Regions from separate parts of the Mus musculus genome. Here region 2 is linked to region 1. A link is a contact called in public HiChIP or PLAC-seq data. All regions are on one chromosome and are shown on one strand. Each heading gives the region's core, a stretch centred on a gene start, on an enhancer-like site or on the middle of the called end of the contact. The rest is flanking DNA. Distances are from core to core; before and after follow the strand shown. Region 1 holds the start of Cyren (cell cycle regulator of NHEJ). Region 2 overlaps Cald1 (caldesmon 1).

What was found. HiChIP or PLAC-seq counts read pairs in DNA pulled down with a chosen protein or histone mark.
Region 2: an SMC1A HiChIP or PLAC-seq map of the NIH/3T3 cell line shows a contact between it and region 1, with 2.8 times the contacts expected there. The contact joins the enhancer-like site here to the promoter of Cyren in region 1. A contact is called at or near these places in 2 of 39 promoter capture datasets (the 3T3-L1 cell line and liver), 1 of 15 datasets of contacts at CTCF or cohesin (the NIH/3T3 cell line), 1 of 484 Hi-C or Micro-C datasets (Th1 cells), 2 of 115 datasets of contacts at active chromatin or transcription factors (bone marrow-derived macrophages and extraembryonic endoderm stem cells) and 1 of 9 other capture datasets (adipose tissue).

The regions. Positions count from the first base shown.
Region 1 is chr6:34,873,981-34,880,246 of GRCm38.p6, forward strand. It overlaps Cyren (cell cycle regulator of NHEJ), which reads right to left and starts at 4,085. Exons shown (of 4, transcript NM_001135611.1): 1 at 3,920-4,085; 2 at 2,559-2,791; 3 at 1,557-1,632; 4 at 1-715. The coding sequence starts at 2,704. The coding sequence ends at 464. Tmem140 (transmembrane protein 140) reads left to right here. Exons shown (of 2, transcript NM_197986.3): 2 at 1-966.
Region 2 is chr6:34,635,538-34,641,537 of GRCm38.p6, forward strand. All of the region lies in intron 1 of Cald1 (caldesmon 1), which reads left to right. Among named protein-coding and RNA genes, the nearest start is that of Gm13861, 15 kb to the right of the region's middle. Within about 2 kb of position 2,819, at least 34 of the 459 cell types and tissues checked have an H3K27ac peak or open chromatin away from gene starts, as enhancers often do. A contact at or near this core is called in the NIH/3T3 cell line, where this site is marked.

The DNA.
Region 1 (6,266 bases), core at 2,835-5,334:
GCTCACCAGCCTCACAGTCTAGGAGCAGGAGGCTCCTAGACTGGCAGGGAACTGTGGGCAGTTGCCAGCCTGTTTGGTTGGGAGGGTGGAAGCTTACTGCTGGACTGTGTCGTGAGGGAGACTGTTCATAGGTCTCTTTAAGTCGAGATCTGGCTGCCTGTCTAGAATACCCATGTTCTCGGCAGCTCTATTTTCCTTTGCATCTGGCAAGTAGGCCCAAGACCTCACTTTTACTGTGAATGAAACTCGGGGCTGGGATTGCCATCCCTCAGGGCCCGAGGGTGGAGCAGGGAAAGTCTGTAACAGGATGCGTTTCTGCATCCTGCTACAGAAAAAGTCCCACCCAAACTGACAACCTCCTGGGACTGGAAGTTGGGAGCAAAGCCTGGTTTTCGTGGGTGGCAGGGGCCAGTAGGGGTGGGCAGCACCCACAGCTCTCAGCTGAAGCAGTGAACAATTCATACTAACTGAAAAATATTTCCCTGACGTACTTCAACGCGTCTTCCTCCTCCTTCTCCTCCTCCGGGCTTCTGCTACAGGGAGAGTCCGAAGCTTCTGGTCCCCGGGGAGGGCTGAGGCCTGGAGCAAGAGAGCTGATCCTGCTGTCTTCTTCCTCACTGCTGCTCCCGGGGGACGAGGAACAGGGAGGGGAGAGCTGCAGCTTATCAGTGGCCTCCAGAGACCGCTGTTCCCAGGGCTTTTCCTGTTTGCGGCCCTGCAGAGCAGAAGAAACAGCTGTCTCGGCACAAAGGGCTCCTTTCTCCAAGGCACGAGTTTGACAGTGCTATGGATGTACCCTGAGCCAACCGAAAAGCCAGCACGGCACACGACCAAGTTGGGACATGCTCCCATCCACCTCATGGGCACCCAAGCTTTCTCCACCCCACACCTCAGGATCAGGACCCACTAGGGACAGATGCAGGGATCTACATATGAGGAACAGCAGAGTAGAAGGAGAAAGGATCGAACTAAAAAAAAAAAAACATGGCTGGAAAGGTGAGGCATGAGAACACCAGGAGCCCAGGCCACAGAGCCTTGATTTCCTGGGGATAGCAGTATCCCAGATCAGTGCAGACTGGGTGACCATGAGCACTGGGAAGACGATACACTGCTTTAAAGCACACGGAAAACACGAGAACTATGCAATGACATGGGAGAGCTGCTCTCAGGCCTTCAGGAAGCCAGGAAACGTCCACAGCCTTCTGCTAAGGACAGGCACACTGGAAAGGAGTCCTCTTACCCAACTGGTAGCCTTCCCAAAAACTCAAGTGAACACTGTGCCCCTCACATACACGTCAGTATGGTTCCCCCACAGTGACTGCTCCCCCTCACACCCACATCCCAACCGTGCAGCTAGTCTCAAAGGCTCACCCCACGTGACACACGACACGCAAGCGGCTGAGGGAAACCTGGCTGAGAAGAGGAAGCAAGAAGAAGACGTGAGACCTGAGGCAGCCTGAGAGCATCTCTCTTACCAGGAGCGGGGGACCTGTGCTCGTTCCTACCCATGAGGAATCGCCAGGCATAGGAGACACAAGAGACAGGACAGATGTTACCTCAATCAGGATCCCCAGTGCCACGTCTACCATTTCAGCTTCATTCATGCAGTACACGGTCTCCGTGGCTGGGGCTCTGAAACAGAGACGCAGAGCCACAGCTGAGGGCAGAGGGACTCACAAGGAGGAAGGAAATGGAAGCACCCCCGGGGGGGGGGGGGAGTTACTGATTCTCTGAGCTGTAGAGTTTCCTCAGCCTAGTGGTCCAGGGGCAGGGCACAGGACTACCCTCCCTTCGTGGACTCCCTCACACAGAACTGGGAGTGGGGATAGTGGCTGGCTTCCCACTGTTACTCCTTGAAACACACAGTGGACGGCTGAGTGTGGTGGCACACAGTAATCCCAGCACTGGGGAGGCAGAGGCAGGTGGAACTCTGTGAGTTCCAGGCCAGTCTGACCTAAATAGTAAGTTCCAGGCTAGCCTAGGCTACAGAGAGAGACACTGTCTCAAAAGCAAACAGAGGACATAGCCAGTACAGGCCATCAGGCCAGAGCCCAGTTTGTACATGAATGTGACTGGGGCTGTGACAACTACGTAAGGAACAGGAAAGAGCCAGCAAGTGTGGCCCTGAAAGCCTCCTGCCCCTGTTTCTGAGAGAATGGCTGCTCCCTCCCTCCTACTTGATAAGCTCTCCCCGCCCTGACTACCAGCATTCACCCGTCACTTCTGCAATGTCAGATTTCTTGACTGACTGACTGAAAAGCCCTGTGTACAGGAAAGACAGGCACCACTCAGGTGACTAGACTTCAGATCCATTGATCTTGCTTTTGTCACCAATGAAGAAGAGATAAGCACTTTGAACAACTGGTTCCTGGGGTGTAGGCATGGTTTGTAGGCAGAGCTCACTGCCTGCATCAACAGCTAGACGGCAGGACAGAGCTCACCAGCACACACTCACGTGGTGGTGCTTCTCTGTGAGGGGCAAGCTGAGAGCGATGGGCTCTGCTGGAAGGACGGATTTCATTGCCCCGCCCACTCTGACAGACAGGCCAGCTAGCTACCTTGTTGCTGCCCCCACTCTCTGGGCCCAGGCGGCTGTCTGCTTCCTTGTGGCTGTCTTCACTGATACAACCTTTCTCTCATCCACAGGGGCTGTCATCCAAGAGGGGAGGACCCTCGTTTTGGTCTTGGATTTTAGGGTTTCCATGGCTTGCTTCTCTAGAACAGGACCAAAACTCACACTCTCTTGTCACACCAGGCTCATCTGACCCCAGTGGGTGCCGATCTTCAATGCCTACAAGGAGGAACCAAGTCAGTAGATTCTAGTAAGTCAACGCTCTTCCAACTTACCAGCAGTAATTACTAGTCAGTGTAGGGCAGACCTGAGGTGACCCAGAGGTGAGCAGAGCCCAGAAGGCCAAGCCATGTACACTGTGTCACATGGAGGACTAGCAGCAGATAGGACATGGGGCCTGCAGACAGATATCTGTAGCCCCTCCCCTGCTCTGTGCCCCACACAGGCAGTTGCAGCAACAAGAAATGCTTTCCTGTCATTTCTACAGCCCAAAGGAAGGAAGAAAGGGGATTCTGGCCCAATCGTCCATCTCCATCTATGTCACAAACTTCTCACCTCTACTGTGATTTGGTTACTGTTAGCATGCTAACGTTCCTTCTAGGCTCCACTCAACTACCTAGCAACAGCCAGGTACAAACCTGGCTTGCTATAAAAGGACTATCTGGCCTCTCTCATGCTCTCTGAACCCCCCTCCCCACTTCTCTCTCCACATGTTCCCTCTTCTTTGTTCCCTTTCTCTCTTTCTGTCCCTCTCTCTCTTTCTGTCCCTCTCTGTCCCCTCTTTCTCTGCCTCTACTCCCTTCTCAACCCCCCTTCTCATGTCCCCAAATAAACTTCTTTTTATACTAGACCCATCATATGGCTGATACCTGGGAGTAGGAGGGGGTTCAGCTTGGGCCCGCTTAAGGCACCCCCTCCCTCCCTCCCATACCACATTTTACAAAACATATCAATTACTAAATCCCCCAGGCTTTCTAATTCACACATTTCAATGGGCAGTGCTCCCCCTGCCCCCAACATACACCAGTAGACAATTTTGGCTCATCCAGAATGACTGTTTATAACTTCATTTAAACCAAACAACTTGTCCAGCCACAGAACAGAAGTCGATTAAGAGGAATACCATCCAGTGAGTGACAGTGTACAGAAATGAGTCAGACCCGGCAGTACATGTGTATCATGTCCATTTTATAGACGAGAAACAGACGTGGTTAAGAATTAGCGTGCACAAAGTCGTAGAAAGCTGGATATCGACCATCGAGCCAGCAGCCAGGTCCTGCCCGCCGCAAGGTTTCTGGAGCTCAGCGCTGATCGGGTCGGGCCCGTTGGGTCCCTGGAAAATCTCACCCAGAAGGCACACGCGGGACGTCGCTGCACTAGCGCGGAGCTGGCCGCGCCACTCCCTCCCTACCGCAGAGGGCGCAGAGCCGGGGGCCTGGGGACAGGATGGAACCGTGGGCAAGAGGGGAGGGCAGCGCTGCGGTCCTTCCCGTGGGTTCCGGGGATTCAGAACTGCGAGACGCGCACGCATCCCACCGCCCGCCCCTTCCGGCTCCTGCGCGCTCCCGGCGTGCGCGCTCCGGACCCGGGCGCTGGCTGGCCGCTAGGGCCCCGGGTGCCCCCTGCAGACCGCGGGTCACATCCGCAGGCTCCTGTTTCTGTCAGCTGTTGTGACGGAGGCGCAGCCGTTGGTTCTTAGCGGCCAGAGTCAGTAACTAGGGGAAGCAAAGAAAGGTTCCCTCTGCAGAAGTGGAGGAGGCGCCAAGCTAGCTCCCAGGTGTCCGGAATCTTTCAGCTAAACGCATGCATGATTTTAAGGCAACCTGGGTGGTTGGGGAAAAAGCCAAGGAAGACGACTGAAAAAAACACAGTAGGAGGCCCTCACAGGGGAGGTTCTTCTCTGGAGCGCTGGAGCAAAGGAAACCTCAGATCTGATTCTGTCTGCCCCCAAACGGAGAAATCAAGAGTGACCAAGTTCGATTTACAACAGCAGGTCAACACCGCACTCTGGACTGGGGCACCCACAGCTCCCCTATTGAGCACGGTTTCTCCATAGCCTTTCCCTAATGCTAATCCTCAATCCTAAACTGATAGCTCGGACCAGGAAATTAAAGGCCCCAACTCTTAATGGGATAAACCAATGGCTTCCAATCCCACAGATGACCCCTAGAGTCATTTTAGCTGCTCTTGAACCAGGCCAGGCTGCCACCTTTCTGGGAGGGCAGCCCCTAGCTGTCAAGAAAGTAGCATTCATTGACTGTAAATAGGGCGGGCCCTCTACCTCATCTGATGTGAGCCAAGCAAGCCTAATGCTGGGTGAGAGGGCATCCTTCCATTCTTGGATTCCTTTGATTCTTAATAACTCTCCCGACCCTGCACATCTCTTAAAACTTCTCCATGGCCACCCAGCAAATAAGGCTAAAGACCTGTGTGGCTGCATACAGAGCCTGTTGTCAGCAAAGACCCCAGCAGCAGGAGGGAAAGACCAAGCTAGGAGACTTGCCTGTGCTGGAGTCCACATGGGTTTTATTATTTTTAAATTGGCAGATAAATTTATTGGCTATAGTAACAAGTGTCCGTCAGCTTCATTTAGTCAGCAGGCACTGTAATCGTGACTGTACTTCCAGACCCCACACCGAGCTCCTGGGCATGGGTTTGGGGCTCAGCAGAGACAGGGCCCCAGGGCACAGGGAGGGAAATGCAGACTTGCACCTGCCAGGCGAGGTTCTCAGCCCCCAGAAGAGTGACTCAAGGTTTGCAGTGTGACCTGCCTTCTTGGTTGTGCCCCACAACACCTTCACTCAAGGACAGCAAAGGACAGAGCCCTACTAAGGCCCTCAGGGGTTCCAAAGAGGCGCTTTGAAGGATGCATTCTTCCTGGGAGGGGTTGGGGAGGAACAAGCTCTGGAATGTTCTTTCTGTCTCTGAGCCTTAAAACCACTGGTTCAGCAAGTTGTGGGGAACATGCTGGAAGAAAGAGCACGCCATAAGACAGGAAAACCAGAGGAAATTAAATCACGGGCTCCTGACTCAGGCGGAACCCAGGCCCACAAAGCTGGGTGAGGCAGACGATGAGGCTGTGTGTCAGTCGGAGTGGAGACACGGCAGAGAACGGACTGACCCCTTCATGTCAGTGTGGACGTGGGTAAACACGTGAGCAGGAGATGGCGCAGCGGGGAAAGCCACTTGCCATGCAGCCTGCCCACCTGAGTTTGATCCCCCAAATACACATAAAGATGAACAGAAAGAACTTAAGTCTACACCAAGTTGTCTTGTGATCTTTGTTGTGGCATATCCCACCCCACCCCCCACCCACCCACCCAACACACACAGGCACACCAATAATAAATAGTAACTATGATATATAGGGTTTTCCTATATATCGCTTTCCACTTTTCCTTCCATCCCAGAAGGGAGCCCAGGCCTCAACACTCCTGCTTTTCTCTCCTTCCAAGTGAGAGACCAGAGCACAGGCACAGCCGATGCAGCTGAGCCAGGCAGAGGTGCAGGCAGCTGGTACTATTCAAGCTAAGAGACTTCACGATGGAAGGAGGAGGAAGCCACCAAATGAGAGTTCTGGGACCACAAGACCCCAAGGTGCAGGAGCTGGAGGTGGGCCCAGATCTCAGGCCTGCTGTCCTGAGAAGCCTCTTAGCCAGCACCTTACCCAGCTTTCAGGTTCTGCAGAAGACAC
Region 2 (6,000 bases), core at 1,569-4,068, 240 kb before region 1:
GATACCCACATGCAAACAATAGACTCATAACCACGGGTGGGGGTGGGGAGGGGGAGCAATGATACCTGGGAGAAATGCGAAAAAACAAAACATAAAGGTGAATAGAACATATTTAATCTCCCAGACTAGAGCAAAAGGCTTCCAGTCTAGATTGCTTGGCAGAAACATGAACACCTATCTGCTGGTGAGCATATCCAGATGTCACAGATAAAGAAATCTCATACACTGGGAAGCAAGCTCACCCTCCCGCCCTTTACCCCGAGCCACTATGAAGGTTGAGGTGTTCTGATAGCCTACCTTGTACCTTTAGAAATCTCGTTTAAAAACCAGATATTCCCTCATCAACACCAGGATCCCAGAGTTGCCCGGTTAGAAAGAGGTTCTGTATTTGTTTGCAATATCACCCAAAGATTTTGCCCCTGGGGTGGGGAACAGGCCATACCAATGGATGGAGGAAAATTTCAGGGTGTGCTGAATTCAAAATATACATTCATATTTTCACTATTTTCGAATTTTTAAAAGAAGACTAGTTAGTATAACTACGGAACATTAGGCTGTATTCCCCAGGGGAAATTTTTAAATAGAAATTTGGGTCCACAGTGACCATTGAAAGGGGAGAGATGATATGCAAACTATTTGCTATTTTTGTGTGGCTAGAACCCAATTGTTTTAGATTGTATTTAGACTAGTTTTACAACTAGTTGATTTAAATATAAAACGTAAGTAACTATTGTACTTCTGACGGTAAATGTCAGCTCTATAGCATTTTCTTTGATAGTGTAAAATACTATCATCGTGAGGCTTAAATGAGGAAGTCAGGAAGAGTAGAGGAAATGTGTACCCTATACACTATTGAAGGAATTCAGATAATATCTAAAGACAATATCTGCTGCTAATAATACATCGGCAAAAAAACTCTTCTATTTTTCCACTTTCACTTAAAAATTTCTTTTTAGACGGAAACATTTACCTGATTTTTAACTTCTAATCTCCTTGTTAAATAATGGTAACTAATAGTTTCCAATATTATATTATGCTTTTTATGATATTTGAGCTACACATATTCTCCTATATATTCAGAATTATACTCACCACATATTAACAAAACTTACTTCTGAACATGGATATAAGTAATTTTATAAATGGTCTTTGTGTTTTTTTAGATGTGTCTACATATTTTTGTAAAAAGAAATGGTGTTTACCCTAGCAATTAATTCTTGTAAAAGATATGAGAATGTTGCAGTGCACTGAACTCTCCTCCTGATTAAATGGGAATTATAGACTGCAGTTTATCCGCTGGATATTGCAGACCAAGCTCCAGAGCTGGCTGTATGGCACACACTGATTCTTTTTGGAAACACTGCCAGACTGCAGCCAACACTCTATTATCTTGAGCATACTCCCTGCTAAACTAAGAATCTGTGCTAAAAGCAAGTCAGAAGTGCTTGGTTTTTAGAATTTTCTATTTGATAAGGTACCATAGCTTTCTTTTCTAATGCTAGTGGCTCAGTCCCAAGTGTATTTACTTACACAGGGAAGTAGAGTTCTCTTTGTTTTATGGTGACAACCAGCGTTGTTGGTGAGTTATAAGGGGAAACGAGGATGGAGGGATACTTCCTAGAAGATTTAGAATCATGTTTCTGCACGTGAATTGATCAGGTAACTTGTCAAACCCGTTGCCCATCGGAGGACAAGTAACACAGATGGTGAACTGACCCAATTTTATTATGCAGTTGAAAGTCAAAACAGAAGTTTTTCAGAAGAAACTCGATGAAATGTAAAGTTATGTAAATATTGGGTAAATAATGTGAAAATATTAACTTTCCTAGCAGAGTCCCGGAATGTTGTATGCTAGTTCAGTACTTGTCGAATGTATGGGTAACTCTCACCGTAAATAATTTAAGACACTGAGACTTCCTTGTAAAAATATTCTGCGTTTCTGAGACATCGAGTTTTACCATTTCCTTTTCAAATCTTCCCACTTCCTGTCCCCAAACAATTTGTTCTACTTCGTTTGAAAAGAGGTTGGGAGGATTTCGCATTCCCCATACAACTCTATCCATGTTGTAAGGCCGTTGCCTGTTTGTCTATGCTCCTGACTGGATGGTAGTGGAGGCAGAAATTATGTCTTCTTTTCTCTTTGTTTGCCTGCCCCTCTCTGCAGACTGTAGTACTCTATGTATAGACTCTGAACTCAATACTTGTGGGATTGCCTCGAGTTGCAATTTGCTAAGTGAGTCCATAGAAAACTGACTCCCCCATGCATGACGCCACCCACTCCAACTCTCCCCTCATCCAGTGTCCTGCAAATGCCAGAGATGCTGGAAGCTTGAGGAAATTTTATTTTAGCCTCATCCTCTGATGGCTACACAGATATGCTCCCCAGAGGAAAGGCGTCTATGAGACTTGAACCAAGCAAGTAACTGGAGCCTGAAGAGCCCAGTAGGATCACTACAATATCTAGATACTGACATTCCCTGCATATGCACAGGCACCATTACAAATCCAGCCATTTGGATGTCTGATTCTGAAGAGCCAAACCCTGGGTGTCGTGCTGTCCACACGTCTGGTTGATTGCCTGCGAACTTTCCCCTTCCATTCCACATGGCCTCGGCAACAGATAAAGTGTGGAGCCTTTCCCACATTTTACATGGTGCTTGGTGGTGTAAAATTCAGCTTTTGTGCTGTTCTTTTCTCTCCCTCTCGCCACTGCCTGGATCTCATTAGAAACCATTAGTGATGTTATACTAAACCTATGGAATCCTAAACATGCTTTCAAAACCCCGTGGAATAAAGATGTCTCCTACCAAACCCAAAATGCAAGGGAACAGACAAAGTTACATTTCTTTAAGAAAGACTGACTCATTTCATAGTTTCCAAATTGTTTTGACTGAAGCTTCTCAAAATAAACTTTCTTCAAGAGGCAGCCTTTGATGTCTGGCTTTGGAAAAGAAAAATCATTTCTCAGAGATACATTTCAATTCTTTTTGGGGTGTTCATGTATTTCTTTTGTGCTGATTAACTTATTTTATTTCAACCAGCGAATGACATGATATTAAATAGCCATCTGACTAGGGAAGAAAAGTTATGTTTGAAGTGGTCTCAACTCCTACATAAACTGAACATAAAGAACAGGCCATGTGATTTAAAAAAAATTTTTAATTACCACAAAAATAGCATCTCCAGATCCTGCCAGAGGGGGGATTTGGTCTGTTAAAGATAACGCACAGTTTAAACGTCACCAAAGTGGAAGATTAGATCTAGAGTTAAGCTTCCTAGTGAGACTTGTGATTCATTTGCTATTTCCTGGCTTAGGCAACATTTTTAATTTTTCACAGTCTCAAGCCTTAATCCTGGAAGGGTAATTCAAGTGTGAGAGCTCACAGACAGCAATTTGTTTGGAGTGGCAATTTGCCATGGGCTTGCCTCTGGGTCCTTTTGTATTCTTGCAGCAAGGGGAGTTAGAGGTAGCCATTCATTAAGTCCAGGTCTGCACAAGACCACTGAAACAAAGGATTTTTCAATCAAATTATTTTTTTTTCTTAAGCATTAACTAGCTTTTTTGTCGACAGATTCTTGTTAAAAAGATATCATTTATTTCTAGTCAAACAACTATAAGTGAAATTACATAATTGAGCAACCTTTTTTTCTTCTTTGTTTTAAAAGTAAGAATTCCCCTTAGACAGGCAGAAGAGAAGATGAAGACCCCAAAATCTAGTCATAACCATGCTGCTTATCTGTTGCTAACCAAGCTTCTTAACTTCACCCAATTTCAATTTCTTCATCTACAAATGGAGGGGGGAAAAATCCCAGCTCCCTGTGACTCATTGGAATACCAAGGAGGAGATGCTGTGACTTTTATCCCATAATATCTGTGAATTTCTCTCATCTCTAGTCTTGGTTTCTTTCCCCTCCCACTAGAGTGGTAACTGGTCAACGACAACTTGAGAGAGCATCTGACCCTCATTCTACTAACATGCTAAAAAAAAAAAATTAGACTCTGAGATCTGTATCCCTGGGTCAGATCTAAAGTGGAGGTGAAGAAGTGACCATTGCTGAAGTTAATGTTATTTTCCCTGAGATTTTAAAGCCCCACTTGTCCAACTTTCCTATCACCACCTTAAAAATGCCTTTAGATTCTTCCAGAACTTGTGTGTGTTTGAAGCCTGGTACCAGCATTTAAAATACCATGTGCCAAGTGTTTAATATATACAATGAGAAAAGCGTTCTTCTGTTGTTTGACCTGAAACTATCACTGCAAAACCCCAAGGTTTAAAGGAAGAGGGTAGGAGTGGGTACCAGAGAGACAAGTTTCAGAGAGAAGGCGGGGGGACTCCAGGAGGAGATGATCTAGCTCCAGCTCCCTCATTCTAGAAGTTGCTCTGGACATAGTCTGTGCTCCTGCTGAAGCAAATCTGCTTCATTAAACTGTTAAGTTTGCTAGAAGTTTCCATTTGGATTTACTCCCTCAGAGGATTTATTCTAAGACATGACTACAGTGCCTAGGGTTTTTAAGTGGCCACAGAATATCTTAAGACTTGAAGAGGAATGGGGAAATTTGTATTTTCTCTGTCTGTAAAGGTATTTTCATAATATAACCTTTATATTTACAGGAAAAAAAATTTTCAGAAAAAAATTAGTTTCCTTTTCATTGAGAGCTGCTATTAGTTTCCACAATTTACAAAAATGCATTTGCTTATGCAATGAAGGTACAGATTATTAACCATACAACAATCCAAGGTCATTTTATACTCAAACTCGCCCTGGCCCTTCCTACAGATTAATCTCGGAAGTGATTTATTGGTCATTAATAGCTCAGAGTTTAGACACAAGGGTCAGAGTTCAGGGTGCTGCAACCAAGAGGGAACTCCTTTCCGAAAGAGCTGGGGAGGAATCAATGTGCACGTGTGGATCTCATGAGCACTGCGCGATCTCTTTCTCCACAGTTTCACTCTTACCACCCCAAGTTGGGTATCAGACATCCGCAAACCTAACTCTGAGCCTCCGGCTAAGCCGCATTGCCTTCTGTATTCCCCCAACTTTCAATAACTATTGTCTGCTCCAGAGTGAAGAGTGTAGACATGACATCCAGGGTCCCTGCTCCTTCCAGCTCCCACCCCCTGAATACAGCTCACCCGAACCTGGCTGGGTTTCTCTGCAAATGGTTTTGCTCTTTTGCGCATCAGAAACAGCCTCACTCCTCTGATCATGCCCTGGACTTTAGCTCTCTGAGCCTCACCCTTTCTTCTGGGGGCTTTCCTAAGTACTGAGATCTACCTAGTCAGAAGTTAGCTGAGACTGCCGGATCCATTCTTCAGCCTTTAACATTGGAAAAGACTGAGGCAAGCTGAGAGTTTGTGCCTTGCCCAAGATTATGTGGCTAGTTAGTAGAAGCACCAGGACTTAAAATTGAGGTGACCCCACGTTCTCTCCATACATAGCAACTGTTGCCTGAACCATCCAAGTAGCAGATGTTTTCCTCTGATGATATTCATAAATAAGCAACCTGAGATGCCCGAGCTCTCCTGGGATGGCTCTTTCATTTCAGATGCAAATAAAAATGGTGGCTGGGCCACCACCTCAATGTTTCTAAGTCCCTAAGAAAGTACTGAGATGTCTCATGGCTTCCAGTCACTTCCTAGTCCAAATTCCTGTCACCTTCCTCACAGTTCTCAGTTTTATCCTAAGCTCAGAAAAATACTTTTTCTTCATTCCTACAAAGCCACTGCTGTTGACAGATTTTGATGGATGGCTTGCAGTGATCAAGGGATGGAGCAACCCAGCCCAGACTGGATCAGAGCTTAAAATTAGTTACTTCAGTTCTTTACCTTACTTCTTTCCAAGATGATTTGTGGGGTAGCTGGAGCCATCCATCCTCACAACCCAGCATAAGGTCAAAGTGTTCACTGTGCATATTTCATTTTGAAAATTACTATGGCATCAGCGTGCAGAACGCCTTGAAGTTGGGCAGAGGGTAGACACAGAAAATGAGCATTTGAT